Linked DNA regions of Mus musculus: region 1 is linked to region 2. Evidence: chromatin contacts called from public Micro-C data. All regions are on one chromosome and are shown on one strand. The core of a region is the stretch at or near the end of the contact, and the rest is flanking DNA. Distances in the headings are between cores, read along the strand shown. Region 1 holds the start of Vdac2 (voltage-dependent anion channel 2). Region 2 overlaps Gm30363 (a long non-coding RNA gene).

Region 1 (7,946 bases), core at 2,397-4,896, 360 kb after region 2:
GAAACAGAGTTTCTCTTTGAACTGATCCTGCCCTGTCTTTGTTCTCCACCCAAGGAAAGCCAAGAAATTAGATTTTTTTTTAATCAGAAGCAAGTCATAGAAAAGTAAAACCCACTCCTCCTGCCCCCAAAGCCTCAAAGCTAAAAACACTCACTTTACCCTGCCATAAAGACATTCTCTGACCTGCCTTGATTAACAGATCATCAGACCTCTATTCTATCAGTTAATTGTGTGTGTATGCATATTGTATGCATATGCATTATCTGTGGTATATGTAGAGGGGGCCAAAGGAAGCCCTGGGTGAATGAAGTTCTGAGAGAATGCCTATTTTGACATGGGTACCACTATGTCAAGAATCCCAAGGCCTCCAACCCATGGGGCAGTTGGCAAAGCTGTTACCCATGTGGATCAGGCTCAAGAGCAGTGGTGGCGCTTCTCTTGGGAGGTATGAATGTTTGTAGAAGATTGATTGTTGCAAACCTAGCAACTGCAGCTTCTTCCTCCTGGATGTTCACAGTCTGAGGCTGCTGCCTACAGACACTTTCTACCAAGCTGGCAACCCCCCTACCTTTCTGTTGTACTTAATAAACACCTTGAGATTCTGGGTTGCTGTGGTAGCAATTAGAGAACCCTACCCGATCTCCCTTCTCTGTATGGGTGACTGTCTTTTCTTCATTCCTTCATTGTCTGTAGCCAGGGTTCCTGGATCACAGCTATGCTGGACAAGGAAATAACATATTTTTGCATGTGGGCACGTGTACACATGTGGGCATATGCATGTGTCTTCATTGATGGCTCTCTAATTCACTGAGGCAGAATCTCTCACTGAATCCAGAGCTTGCCAATTTCACCTAATTAAGCTAGCCATCTTGCCCCAGGAATACCATGTCTGTCTCCTGAGTGCTGGGCTGCCTGAGTCCTGCTTGGGCTGCCACACCTTGCCCAGCTTTTATGTGGGTTCTGGAGATCCGAACTCCTGATTTACACAGCAAGGACTTTATTGAGCCATCTTCCCAGTTCAAGACCTCCATGTTAGTGGGGTTTGGTGGTGCAGGCCTATAATATCAGCTACTTGGGGCAGGATGGTGGTGGTGGCTGAAAGAGGAAGATGAAAAGTTCAAGGCTTTCCTGGGCAATTTAGTGAGAGACCTGGTTTTGTAGAGTTAAAAAGGGGATCGGAGTTATAGCTCAGTGGTGTAATGCTGGTCTTACATTAGTTCAATTCCCAGCATTACACCAAGAAGACCACCCCCTTCTTTTTAGAAGGAGTTCTTATCCATAGCTGGGAGGATGGGCTACCTGGACAGACCCTGTGGGATCCTTACTCATTCTGTTATAAAGATTATACTCTTTTTGTTCATTTATATTCCTATCTGGCTGTCCATGCTTCAGTCAACCTAAGCACAAAAATCAATAATTCAAAAATAAAAATCAATAATTCACCTTGGATGTTTGGGCTCTTCAGTTTGGTGGCTTGTATATCATATAAAATCATGATCAAATAAATGAATTATACATTTCTCTTGCTAACCTGCCTTTTACATAGGAGTGTCAGCTGTGTCTTTATGATGGGAAGGAGTCACCATCTTTCCCACCCCTGTAATTCTTTGCTTAGGCTGGAGTTTGTCCCCAGTGGCCATTAAGCACCACCCACATACTTTACAGAGTAAAGCTTCCGACTTTTGTGTCAGAAAATGATGTCTCTGGAGATCAAAACTTGTGACAGGTAATACAGAATAGGAATAAGCCCTGCTATAGGCAATTGAGGTAACTAATTTAGCAGGCTGAGTTTTTCTGGAAGGCAGTGCTGAGGAGGCCAAACTCTACCACAAGCATCACACAGCTGGGGCAGACTGTCTCCCGTGGGCCAGGTCCATGGCAGACCAACCTGCCTGAGCTTGGATGAAGGGATGAGTCAGGTGCTGGAGCCCGATCTCATACACACAAAGACTCTTCCCATTTCACTTTTTACAACACAATTCCAGCTGTGAGCAGGTGAGGTTGCTGGCTAGCCTTGCTCCTGGGAGAGAAACATACCAGAGTGTAACTTTAAACTTGGGTGTTGGATTGGGGGGAGCCCACCTAGCCATCTTTCCTCCGGCTTAGGAGGAGAGTGATGACTTAACAGTACTTGAGTAGAGGAAGAGTTCAGAGACGATTGAGTCATGAGTGCATATGTGTGGGTGTCTTTGCTCTCAGTCCAACTGTATGTCTATTGAAGATTATTAAACAGCATCTTAGAGATGAGGGAATTGAGGTCCACAGGCTAAATTATTTGAGTTTATTGAGCTGAAGTGTCAGTTGTCTCCATTTTAAATCTTCTGTATGGCTGACGTGTGTGTGTGTGTGTGTTTTGAACAGTGTCTACTGCTCTTCACCTTTTACAGAATTTAGAGAACACGGTTTGCAGGCCAGGTTGACAGAGCCCCCGTGACCCTCTTGTTTCTATTTCTGGAACTACTACTGGCTTTTAATGTGGGTGTTGGGTGCTGGGGATCCGAGCTCAGGTCCCCTTGCATGCACAGCAAGATAAGGGTTCTTACTCACTGAGCCTCCGATTCTATCTTTATTATCCTGTTTGCCTCACCCTGTAGTTTAGCCTCAAACTGGTCTCTATTATTATTATTTCAAGACAGGGTTTTTCTGTATTGCCCTTGCTGTCCTGGAACTCTCTCTGTAGACCAGGCTGGCCTCGAATTCAGAAATCCACCTGCCTCTGCCTCCCAAGTGCTGGGATTAAAGGTGTGCACCACCACTATCCAGCGGTCTCTTATCTTTATTAACCTTTTGCCTCACTCTGTAGTTTAGCCTCAATCTGGTGTAATTTCTCTGCCGCCCAGATCTGGGACTACAGGTATAGGCATCAGGACTGGCTGCTCCCTCCCTCTTCTGGCATATCTAAAGAACTTGAGAGCAGCATTCTAATGACTGGTCAGCATGAATCCTACAGTTATTCCCTTGTCTCTCCAGGCCTCTCAACCAGGGGAAGCTTCTCTTCCTAGAGCAGGATGTGCTTCTGCGCGTGTGTGAACCCATACCATATATGGGTGAGACGGAGGCTGCAGGAGCGCAACCCTGAGGCTCCGAGAGAAATGCCCAGAGACTGGCTCAAGTTTGTTCCTTTGGAGCCCAGCCTAGTCCCAGCAGGGGAGGACATGGCGGTGGGCGGTGAACCGAGATGGGAAGAGCATGGAGGCTGCACTTGGGGAGAGTGTTTCATCCCCCTCAACCCGGACCTTAAGTTCAGACCTCCAGGCTGGGACTCAGGGAGGAGGCTGAGAGGGTGCACGTGACCCTGCGGGGCACATCGCCCCGCCCCGTCGCGACTCGCGTGGCCACTCCCATCCTGACCGCGCGGGTGCCGTTGCGCCGCCTCCGCCGTTCCCAGGTCCTCGCCTCTGGGGCTGTCCTGGACATTGCCTAACCCGAGGCCCCGCAGCTCCTGCTCGCCCCGTCCCCGCCGGACGGTCCGAGACCGCTCACCCAAGGAGACCGCCGTGCTCTCGACCCACGTGGTCACTCCGGAGCAGGTGGGAGTGGGCAGCGGGCGGAGCGGCAAGGACAGGCGCGGTAGACAGCCCGGGCGGCCGCGGCGGGGACCTGGCTGGGGGAGGCCAGGCTTGCGGCGGGGCGCAACGGTGTCTCCTTCACTTCGCCCTCCAGCCGCGGTGGCTGCAGCGCAACTTTCAGATAGCGGAGTGGCCTCAGCTGCGAGCCGAGCGGTGGCGGCAGCGCCCCTCAGGACACCCGCAGGTACTATGGTGCCCGCCTCTTGCCGACTCTGGGGCCTTAGGGCGGGCCGGCAGCCTGAGTGAACTCAGGGCGGCCCTGGTCCCCTAAGATGGCCGCAGCGGCCCCGGCCCCTTTCTCTAATGTCCGAGCTCCCCAGGGGACCCTTTGACTGTCCCCTGACCGCACTTCTTGTCCCTTTCACAGATCACCTTTTCCCCGCGACTTCGCCATGGCTGAGTGCTGTGTACCGGTATGCCCACGGCGTAAGTAGCACAAGAGGTGTTTGCGCGATGGGGCCATGGGGGCTGTGCTGTTCCTCTTTAGAGAACCATACCTTGTTCCGCCGTGGCCCACATGATGCCTGCAAAGACTTGGAAAGTTTGCTTCTTTGCGCGCCCCCTAAGTCTTACACTGCCACTCTGTTGACGGACGTGGTGCTGGGCTGTTGGGTTGCAGATAGGGGGGCTCGCGCCTGGGGCGTTGGTCCTTGGCCGCACCCACCCTTGGCTTTTGGATATGTTACTTACAAATCCGAAAGCAAAACACTTAGTTGTTGAATTCCATCTTGGGGTTCGGGGGGGGGGGGCGGAGAGTTAGAGCAGTCACTTTGCAAGAGGAAGTAGTTCGCTGTCTGCCTGCACAGGTCGAGTGCACTACAAGGTCATTACACGTGTTCCTAAGGGCGTGGATGTGCACTGGAGAATGAATGAGCTGCTCCTGGAGCTCGGATTCCTTGCCCTTAAGCCTCACGTTGTCGGAGGACTTGGGGGACCGTAGTAATGTGTTTAAAGTGCCATTTGATATTTAGTTGCTGTAGACATAGATGGTTGTATTTTTTGCCCGTGTCTCAATTGTGCCAGTTCCCAGAGTGTTGGTTTTGATTTTGGAAGTCCTTCCCAAAGGTTTGTTAGGGGAGAACGCCTAAGCTTAAATTTTGGTTTTTATCTCCGTTAAATCAGTCACCTTGAGTTTTGGCAACTGTGTAGGCAGTAGACACTTATGTTTAGGAATTAGAAAGGCTTCCCCCATTCTTAAAACTTGGTAGAAATGTCCCAGGTTTGTATTACCACATAGCTATTTAGAAATAAGTTTTTGTTATGGGTGGCTACTTTAGAATAACATTTATTGAAGTTCTAGTGGCATCAAAACCCACTCCGGTTGAACTGCTTGAATGTAAATGTTAGCAGTAGGTCCTAGTAGTAGCTCACATTAACTGTAGAATGTTTCTTTTGACTAGCGATGTGTATCCCTCCACCCTATGCTGACCTCGGCAAAGCTGCCAGAGACATTTTCAACAAAGGATTTGGTAAGGACTTTTTTCCCTTTTAAACATAAAAGAGAAAAATATATGCTTGGACCTCTTGAAAAAAGTTAATTGCTTTGCTTTTCTAGACTGAATACCCTGCTGCACTCATGCCTCTGCCAGCTGCATGTGTACCCCACTTTCTTAGCCTTTCTTCGGTCACAATTGAAAAGCTTGTTCTTTTTATTTTGTTGTTGTTTTTTGGTTTTGTTTCAAGACAGGCTTTCTCTCTGTAGTCCTGGCTGTCCTGGAACTCACTCTGTAGACCAGGCTGGCCTTGAACTCTCAGATCTACCTGCCTCTGCCTCCCAAGTGATGGGAGGCGAGTACCACCCCACTCCCCACCCCCTAGGGAGAGGGGAAAGCCTGTACTTTATTCTTTTAAGTGACAGTTCAGACCATGGTTGGATAGAGCTGCCTAGAATTACTGTTTTATTTTTGTGGTTATGACTCTGGGTAGGTGGAAACCTTAGAGTTTTGAGTCAATTTTTGTGCTTTCTTGAAAATTGATTGTTTTGCACATACCACTACCCCTTGCTCTTTGGTGATACCCTTTTGGGATAAAAGTCCTAAGTGTGTTGCCATAAACAGTAGGCCAGTCTGAGGAACTGATTTTTAATCTAACGTTTAAAAATGGCTTGAAAAGGGTGCGGCAGGAAGTGGAGCCAGTTATAGGACACTAGGCAGCGCTACTGTCACCTTAGCAGAGCTGACTGCTTGTAAATGTTCCTTCATGTGCTGTGCATTTGTCCATTTCTGTCCCGGACTTTGGGATTATGTTCACAGTACTTTGAGTGTGGGTATACGTCTTTTCTGCAGAAGAATCATATCTTTGCCCTCTCTTTTTGAAGGCTTTGGGCTGGTGAAGCTGGATGTGAAGACGAAGTCATGCAGCGGTGTGGTAAGTTATTGATTCGTTTTCACGAAGCTGTTAATTTCATAGCCCATAAATATCTACAGCTCTTTTCCCTTAAGGAGGCAGAAGCTAATTTGTTTTGAATGATTTATGTGTAGTCTGATTTATTGGCTTTGTATGTGATTTCTGCATTTCACATGGTTTTGTTATATTCCTTTATTATGTATGTTTTACCATGATTGCATGGAGAAGTTGGGAAAGCCATTGCTTATTTGGGACTGTCTACTCAGGTAGATGACAAGCATGAAGGCCGTGACTCCTGTAACCCTTTCTCTTAGTACCTGTCAGAGTTCTGGGCTCTGAGTAGTAACTTGGTTATTTGACTACAATGACCATTTAGTATAGTGGCTACATTCTAACAGCCATCCATGGAGATGTCTGCCTGTTTATCCTGACTGGAATGTCTCTACAGAATTTGCTATTTTCATATGTGTTGATCCTTCCCGACTGTTGTTAAAGAAGGGAGAAAGTAAAGCACTGTTCTCCTTCTTCTCTAGAAGTTTTTATTGTGAGATTGGAGATGGGTGTTTAATGTTCATGCTAAACTATGATTGCTCGGTACTGTGTGCATGCTGCTCTGCATGTAACTGGTATCTATTAAGTTGTTTGTGGTGCTGTTTCTTGATGCTTAGATCTGTTGCATTTGTGGCTTTTATATTTGTCTTGTCCTGTGGTTTCTTTGGTCTGTGAAGAAGTCTTAATTATTTGGTTATGGTTGAGTGACTGACTTGGATTAATAGATTATAGAGTATTAGGTGACTGTAAGTATTTTTTCTTTACTGTTGCTGGGCCTTGCATCTCTACTACTAATCTTTATTTTCAGCCTACTGAATTTTAAATGTGTTTGTGCATGTATGTTGTTTTAAACTAAAACACACCATCTTTGTCTTTAAAACGTTTACTTTAAGACTGGGAGTGTAACTTAGCAGTAGAGTGTTTACCCAGCTATGTATGAGGTCCAGTGTTGTAAAACAAACAAAAACACCCTTTCTATTGGAAAGACAAACTGTAAGTCGAAGATAATCAGAGAATTGGATCAAGCAGTAGATTTGTAAACTAAAAATTCTTGTTGGAAAGGAAAGGCTGATGGTAAACCAGAACTAGGAACAAGTTAGGAAGTGTAAGGTCTTGAAGGACATGTAGGACCTGGATTGAAGAGGGGATGCTCTGCTTATACTTGAGTAGAGTTGAGTCGTCATAGCACTGATGGTGTACTACGCAGACCTGCCCAGAATTAAGTCCTACTAAGGTCTTTTGATTTCTTGAACTGCAGGATGTGCAGGCTACCCAAAATGTAGAAGATGATGCTCCAGTGATGGAGAGGATTGGTCCTCTGGCCCTGTTGGCCTTGTGTCCTGAGCATTCCTTGGCACATGTTAGGCTGGTTCTTGATCTCAGGGACTGGTGGATGGTAGTAGGTGGCACTTGAGTAATTATTGTCATGCAGGATTAAAAACTGCTGCCCATACACATTTCCCATGTAAACTGTTTGTTGGAAGAAGAGCATACTTCATGTGTATTTAATGTCATCTCGATGTGCATGCAGAGCTCCAAAGCTTCCATGTTGTCAGTTCAGTTGGATTATCCTATAATAGGCTGCGCTGTTCCTTTGAAAAAACAAATCTACCTCCAAAATGTTATTTTGTTAGTTTTTCAAGACAGGGTTACTCTGTGTAGTGCTTGCTGTACTGGGACTGACTCTGTAGACCAGGCTGGCCTTGAACTCAGAAATCCACCTGCCTCTGCCTCCCAGTGCTGGGGTTAAAGGTGAGCGCTGCCACCACTGCTTGGCAGTGTTTGACATTTCTTAACTTTTCAGGTATCGAAATTTCTGATAAACTAAAAACCAACCAACCAAACAACAACAACAAATAATTTTAGACATAGCTTTAAAGTGACTAGATTGTAGAGGCATTGATATAGAAACCATAAATCAGAACTCAGACTGTTGTAAGAGTTACATTTTATCTTGGGATATTTTACCCACAGGCTGTG
Region 2 (7,955 bases), core at 3,525-6,024:
ATTTACAAAAGGTGCTTATATGTTGAGAGAGTCTGACACATGACTGGAGTCATTTAAAAGGCAACAGACTCTGACATAGTTATGATCCAACTGACAGGTTAAAAGTGTTTACCCAACTATAAATGAGACTAAATTATTTTTTAACTTACAACTAAGTGCAAAAATTATTTAGACTTAGAAACGGCATAGTTTCAGTCTAATTTAAAAGTCTACTGACTGCTGACATTTTAATACCAGAGGAAAATTGTTTTCTTTTGCTGTGTAACAGATTCAACAAGTGACTAGCATTGCTGGAGCATGAATTTTGAGCTTAGAGAGAACAAAATTGAAATATAAAACACAATCTCTGACTAGGTTATCAATGCCAGAACAAAACATACAGGAATCAATATCAAAACAGGCCCGATGCCCGTCATGGGGACTGCTCTGCACACTCTGTGTGCGTGTAGTCTGAGGCACAGTTCCCGTCAAGAGGGAAATATAGGGGGCTGGAGAGATGGCTCAGTGGTTAAGAGCACCGACTGCTCTTCCAGAGGTCCTGAGTTCAAATCCCAGCAACCACATGGTGGCTCACAACCATCTGTAATGAGATCTGACGCCCTCTTCTGGTGTGTGAGAAGATAGCTATAGTGTACTCATATACATTAAATAAATAAATATATCTTTAAAAAAAAAGAGGGAAATATAGGAGGCACAGTGATATTTGGCTTTAATGGGACAAGGTAGTCAACTGACCATGCATGCACGGGCCCAAGCCCACATCTGTGCACAGGCCAGCAAGGTGCCTGAGCAGGTAAAGGTGCTGGCAGGCAAACCTAATGTCCTGAGGGCGGTCCCCGGGAACCAAAGGGTAAAAGGAGAGACCCGACTCCCACAGAGTCCACTGGAGGCTCTTCTCACTTGAAACCCAGGTGACAGGTTGGTATAGAGATGAAAACCAAAGATCAATCAGAGGGGTAACTTCAACAAATCACCAGCCACAAAGACAAAGAGCCTGAGAGGCCACCAATTCTAGAGGCAACTGACGCATGACCAGGTGCAGACACATGCAGCTGGCAGGGAAAGCAAACAGACAGGAACTATGGCTTCTTAAACAAGCCTAGCTTTCCAACTCAGTCAGTATGGACCACACAGGCTAGCAGGCGAGGGAAGGAGCAATGGCTAGCATCTATTTTCAACCACTGTTAAAAGAGAAGTCCACTGCTTCTAGGCACTTTGTTTCCAAAGTTCTGGAAAAAGCCATTGAGCACACTTTCCCCACTGGAACTTGAAATGTAAAATGCTCTGGGGTGAGCTTCCCAGCAGGAGGGGCTCAGGCTGGGTTTCTCATTCTGTGTATCAGAATTGGCTAAGACTGCAGTGACACTGCTCATCATTATAGGACCCGGGCTGGGGAAGCAGCTGCCATCAAAAACACAGCCAGTTGTCCTGACAAAGGGAAGGAGACCTTGGGAGCTTCTTGCTAGCACACTGAAATGCTTCAGCATGGACACAGACACTACAGTTGTCCTCAAGTGACAGTGGGGGTCTGATGCCAGGACTCCCGTGGATAGTCACTGCAGAGAACCCATGAGCCTCCTCCTGTATGCTTCAGAGCATTAAAAACATTTCATTACCTTTAGTATTTACTTACGTGCACACAAGTATGGAAGCCAGAGCACAACTTGCAGGAGTCAGTTCTCTCTATGTGGTCCCAGGATCAAGCTCAGGTTGTTGGCTTAAGGACCACTGCCTTTTCTTGCTGAGGCATCTCTCCAGCCCTATGTCATTTTTTAGATTACTTCTTTGTCAATAGTTGAACTGCATTGGGCTAATAGACATGCATTTTGGTTTCAATTTTTTTTTCTCTCAAAGCTAGTTGAATCTTAGTAGGAAAACCACTTCTGACAATATCCTAACCCTCCAGAGCTCACTGGCTGAAGACAACAGCAAACAAACCAGCCAATCAGAACTCAGCACACAGCATGTCCATGCCATTGTCACACTGTCCCTGAGAAGTAATGTACTTTCTGGTACAGCATGGTAGACACAGCTACCTACAAATGGGGGAACACAATAAAGCAGTATGCTTGAGCCTGTCACAAAGACACCTCTAAGTGGGAGAGAAGATGACAAAGGCAGACTATCCGGTTGTAAAGAGACAAAAGCATAGCAGCTGTCTCCTGGCTTATTCAGGAGAGAGTCTCTGGCACGCAACCTGAGACTTCCCACTGCCAGGATGGGCAGGAGGGCAGGAATCCTGAAAGCTGAGAGGTAATAACTCTAAGCGGGGGCACAGACCTGGAGGGTACCTGGTAGATTTGTGTGTCCAAGCAGAGGGTGCACCTAGAACTCAAAGCTAAGACTCACCAGCCCTGTAGTTAATCTGGACATAGCTGACCCGTCTCAGTCAGTAAGAACTGTGGCCTTCTTGGCATGTCGGGCTGTTTTGTCCACCAGGCCCTCCCTGGTGCCCAGTCCAGGACCTCAGACTTGAGCAGCACTCCATAATTGTTCACTGATTCAAAGAGGGAGAGAGGTTAGAAATGCAGCCCAGCTGGTAGGATTTGTGCTTAGCAAGCATGAGGCCCTGGGTTTCATCCTTAGCACAGGACAGCCTGGGCAGGGTAGGTGGAGGAGGGGGGGAAGAAATCAAGAGGGTCAGAAGTTCAAGGTCAGCCTCATCTATATAGCAAATTCCAGGCAAAGATAGTTGGGTGTGGTGGTATACTCTTTACCTTCCATCTCTAGGAAGGCATAGGCAGGAGAATTTCTATGAGTTAGAAGCTACGCTGGTCTGCATAGAGCTCCAGGTCATCTATATTTAAAAAAAAAAAAAGCTGTCAAGAAGAAAGAAAAGAAAGAAAGGAGGAGGAAGTGAGGAGGAGGAGGAGGAAGAGAGAAGGAGAGTGGGAGAAAAAGGAAGCCAAGCAAAGATGGATAAAATTTCTCTGAAACCAAACCCACACTTAGTACTCTGGAGGCATAGAGGGTAGAAGATAGCACCAGTCCTTTATTCAGGGTTCCGGAAGCCTAGGAATAGATGTGCTAAGCCACCCAGGTCCCTTCTGTCACCAAAAGAGGTCTTGGAGAAAGGCATAAAAAGTGCCATGATATCTAAAGCTGAGAAAGAAGGCAAGGTAGTGTGAATGAGTGGCTTTGGGGACCTGCCAGAGGAAACAGGAACGCTATCCTAATGGTGAGATAGAACGAGGAGAGGGTCCACCCCCCACAGGAAGTTGCAACCACCTAGCACCCAGAACTTGAAGTCTGGGGTGTGAGGAAGGCAGAGAGAGAGCCCTGTGTGGACAGCAGTGTGATCCTTCCTTCTCCATCATAATCCTAACTGTGTGAAACTGTGGAAATGACTCAGACACAGGGCAGAGTCACTGCCACCCCTGGCATAGACAGACCTGCTGTCACCAAGCAACAGAAATTTTCTATAGGATAAATGTAAGCAAAAGACGTCAAAGGGTGGAGGCAGAAAACCACCTTATCCCTGACTTCCCTGGACCTAGAGAGACACTTTTGACTAGTATTCTTTCAGAGTCTGGAGGAATTTTCAATATTTAGCCTTCAAAACAGTGACTGGCAAGCCAGGCTCTGGTAGTACTTGCCTTTAATCCCAGGACTGGAGAAGAAGAAGCAGGAGGATCGAGTTAGAGGCCAGCCTGTTCTACAAACAAACAAACAAACACCAAAGTAAAAATAGCGACTGCAGAGCTGGAGACAGCTCAGTAGTTAAGAGCCTGTACTGCTCTTCAGAGGACCTGAGTTTGGTTTCAAACACCCTCATCAGGTGGCCCGCAGCAACCTCCAATTCAAGGGGGTCCAACTCTTCTGGCCTCTAAGAGCAGTGCACATATATGGCACATATACAGACAAGCAGGTACACATAAATATAAACTAAATGAAAAAATTAAACCCCTAGAGACTGGAACGGCTTTAGCAGGGTCTTTTATATCCCAGGATGATCTGGAACTCACTATGTAGCCAAGAATGACTTTCAATTTCTGGTTTTTAGCCCTTCAACTTCAGAATGATGGGATTGCAGATATATACCACCACATCTGGTTTATATAGTCCTGGGAATCAAATCTGGGAGTTCATGCATGTTAGGCAATCATTCTAACAACCAGGTTATAATCCTGAGCCTTGTGTGTGTGTGTGTGTGTGTGTGTGTGTGTGTGTGTGTTAAAGCCAGGAGATAGTTGTGAATGCCTTTAATCCCAGTACTCAGAAGCCAGCGGCAGATGGATCTCTGTGAGTTCAAAGCCAGCCTGGTCTACAGAGTGAGTTCCAGGGCAGCCCAGGCTGCACAGAGAAACCATGTCTCTAGAAAGAATAAAAATTCACACACAGGTTCTTGAGACTGTAAATTCTTTAAAATGGTTTATTTATGTATTCATTAATTTTATGTGTATGGGTGTTGCCTCAATTGTTTTTCTATTGCTATAACAAGACACCATGGTCAAAGCAATTTATGAAAGAAACTATTTAGCTTGGGAGCTCCAGAAGGTTAACGTCCATGGTCATCATGGCAGAGAGCAAGGCGGCAGGTAGGCAGGCATGGTGTTGGAGCAGCAGCTAAGAGCTTAAATTCTGATCCAAAAGTTGGAGGCAGAAAGAGCTAACTGGCAATGATGTAGGTTTTTGAAACTTCAAAGCCCATCACAGTGACAAACCTCTTCCAAAACAAGGCCATATCTCCAAACCAAACAGTTTCACCAACTTATAGAGGCCACCTCCAGTAGGGAGACAGGGAAGTGAGGGAGGGGGTTGCCATCCCACAGTCACAACTCTGACCTGACCAAGCCGGCCCAGTCAGTCATCAGGTTCTCAAGCTCAGGAGTGAGGGTTAAAAAAAAAAAAGACAGTTAGACAACATTGTAGCATGACCCCAGTTAATTCTGAGACTGAAAGCAAATTTAATTTTCTCAATCCACTTTTTTGTTTGTTTGTTTGTTTGTTTGTTCTGTTTTTCGAGACAGGGTTTCTCTGTGTAGCCCTGGCTGTCCTGGAACTCACTTTGTAGACCAGGCTGGCCTTGAACTCAGAAATCCACCAGCCTCTGCCTCCTGAGTGCTGGGATTAAAGGCGTGCGCCACCCCCACCCCCAATCCACTTTTTATACCATTTTAATTACATGCAAGTATTCAGGGCAAGTAGTACAATGAGGGATCAAGCAATAAACACAAAGCCCCAGGGTCACTCCGGTGATTGCTGTTTCTAAGGATGATCAAGATATCTGAGCCTACTTCTTTGTTCTACCCTAAAACCAGATTCTTACTGCCTTGTCCTTGGCCAATGTCAGATTCCTGCCTGAGCTTACTTCCTTGTCATGGCCAAAGTCAGATTCCCGCCAGAAGCCCATTTCCTTGTCCTTGGCCAATGTCAGATTCCTGCCAAGCATAACCCCCAAAGGCTCTCCACACTGATCTATAATTGTTCCTGTCTGAAAGAACCTCAAGGATGGAATGGAGGGGAGCCTGAGGAAAAGAAGGTCCAGCAACAGGCCCAAAGTGGGATCCAGCTCAAGGGGAGGTCCCAAGGCCTGACACTATTACTGAGGCTATGGAGCACTCACAAAAAGAGACCTATTATGACTGCCTTCCAGAACACCCAATAAGCAGATGGAAGAGTCAGGTGTGGATATTTGCACCCAACCAATGGACAGAAGCTGCTGACCCCGTGGTTGAATTAGGGAAAAGCTGGAAGAAGCTGAGGAGGACCAGCAGTCTCAATTAACCTGGACCCCCAAGATCTCTCAAACACTGGATCACCAACCAGGCAGCATACACCAGCTGATGTGAGGCCCCCAACACATATACAGCAGAGGACTGCCAGGTCTGGGATCAATCAGAGATGATGCACCTAACCCTCAAGAGAGTGGGAGCCCCAGGGAGTTAAGAGGTCTGGTTGGATAGAGGGTGGGGGTGGGGACATCTTTGTCAAGATAGAGGGGTGGGGAGGAGGTATGAGTTTTGGAAAAGTCAGAAGGTGGAGTTGGGGCAGGGAATAAAATTTGGAGTGTAAATAAATATAAAACAAAAAAAGAAGAAAAGATTTATTTTTGATGTGTGGCTGACAGGTGTGGGAACACATACTTGTAATATCAAGTGTGAGGTGGAGGCAAGCAGATCAGGAGACTAAGATCATCTTTAGCCACACAATAAGTTTGTGACCAGCCTGGACTACATATGACCCCCACCTCAAAACAATTATCTATTTTACAGGTAAACAAGCTGCCATTTGAGATTTAAACTCAGGTGTTCTTGGTGCCAAAACCTTAGCATTTGCCTATCCACTAGGTCATGTTACCTACTAGAGCAGATGTAGGAAGAGAAAGAGAGAGGAGGACAAATCAGGGGATGGAGAGAGAGGAAGAATGGGGAAGTGGACAGCAGGTGAGAAGGTGCCAGTGCTCCTGAGATGGGCCCTGTTGAAAAATAACCTGCTCTGTTTAAGTGCATGTGGGCTGGTACACACCCACACACTGGAAACATGGAATTGTTCATCGCAGGAAAATATAAAGAGAAAAGAACTGTGGTCTCTCGCTGCTCCAGAGCTTCTGTAACTAGAGAGGAACTGCCACTTTATTGGTGTGGGTTTATTTTCAACAATGAAGGCATTGTAGAGCTGGACATGGTGCTGCATGCCTGTAATTCCAGCACTTGGGAGGCTGAAGCAGAGGAATGAGGTGTATAAATAAGTCCAGCCTTAGGTACACAGGAGTTCAAGGCCAGCCTGAGAGAGTCTGTCTTACCACCCATAAACAAACAAACACACATATGCATACCATAATGTAGTAAGTAAATAAATGGAACTATATGACATCTATCCAAGAACCAAAGACACAAATAGGCAAAAAGAGATAAAAAGACATGCCATGTGCCAGGTAGTACTAGCACATGCCTTTAACCCCAGCACTAGGAAGACAGAGGCAGGTAGGTCTCTATGAATTTGAGGCCAGCATGGACTGCAGAGTGAGTCCAGGACAGCCAGGGCTACACAGAGAAATCCTGTCTCAAAAAACCAAATACCAAAACCCACCCCTAACCCCCAAAAAGAAACAAAGAAAAAAAAACATACCATGTAAACAGTAACCAAAAGAGAACAGAAATGCCTACCTAAGCACCAGGCAGAGAAGGAATGAAGATTTCATAGCTGTAAAATGTTCAGTGTATCAGGAAGGCTTATAATCATGAATGCTGTCAACCCTTCATATCTGTGGACTCTGTGCCTATGGAATCAACTAACATGGACTGAAATATCTTAGGGAAATTTCCTCTGTACTGCAGACTTTTAAAAATCATTGTTTCTAGGACGAAGAGAGATGCTCAGTGGCTAAGAGTACACTCTGGGGCATGGGGAGATGGTCCAGTGGTTCAGATGTGTACTGTTCTGTGGAGCATGGATTCTGTTCTAGCACTCGAATCAGATGACTGACTCTCAGCTCCAAGGGATTCAATGCCTTCTCCTGGCCTCCATGGCACCTGGGCATGTGCAGTTACCTAGACACAACACAGAGGTTAAATCACTTATTACCCTCTAAATAATGCAAAAGAGCTGCAATCAGCATGGAGCTTCACTTCTGCTGTGTTAGAAATGATGTGCAAGTGCCTGTGGGATGCAGGAGAGCCCGGGGACGATGGTTCATGCTGAGTACTAGGCTGAGGCAGGAAAATGACCACAAGTGTAAGACTAGCCTGGGATAGAGTGGAACCACATCCAAACAAAGACAATCCACTCCACTCTGCTGCTCTGTGACTAGCTGCCTGCTGCCCTCTGGCTAGCTGCCTGCTGCCTTCTGACTAGCTGCCTGCTGCCCTCTGGCTAGCTGCCTGCTGCCCTCTGACTAGCTGCCTGCTGCCCTCTGGCTAGCTGCCTGCTGCCCTCTGACTAGCTAGTTGCCTGCTGCCCCATGGCTGCCCAGCTTGTAGTTGACTTCCAAAGTAATAACTCAATACCATGCA

What was found. A called contact is a pair of places that touch in the nucleus more often than the background predicts.
Region 1: a Micro-C map of embryonic stem cells shows a contact between it and region 2, with 2.4 times the contacts expected there. The contact joins the promoter of Vdac2 here to the enhancer-like site in region 2. A contact is called at or near these places in 3 of 484 Hi-C or Micro-C datasets (all in embryonic stem cells), 1 of 115 datasets of contacts at active chromatin or transcription factors (embryonic stem cells) and 1 of 9 other capture datasets (pancreatic islet).

The regions. Positions count from the first base shown.
Region 1 is chr14:21,827,915-21,835,860 of GRCm38.p6, forward strand. Vdac2 (voltage-dependent anion channel 2) reads left to right here and starts at 3,647. Exons shown (of 10, transcript NM_011695.2): 1 at 3,647-3,753; 2 at 3,937-3,995; 3 at 4,970-5,038; 4 at 5,887-5,936. The coding sequence starts at 3,962.
Region 2 is chr14:21,469,562-21,477,516 of GRCm38.p6, forward strand. The region is part of intron 1 of Gm30363 (a long non-coding RNA gene); the gene reads right to left. Among named protein-coding and RNA genes, the nearest start is that of Gm30363, 10 kb to the right of the region's middle. Within about 2 kb of position 4,775, at least 15 of the 459 cell types and tissues checked have an H3K27ac peak or open chromatin away from gene starts, as enhancers often do. A contact at or near this core is called in embryonic stem cells, where this site is marked.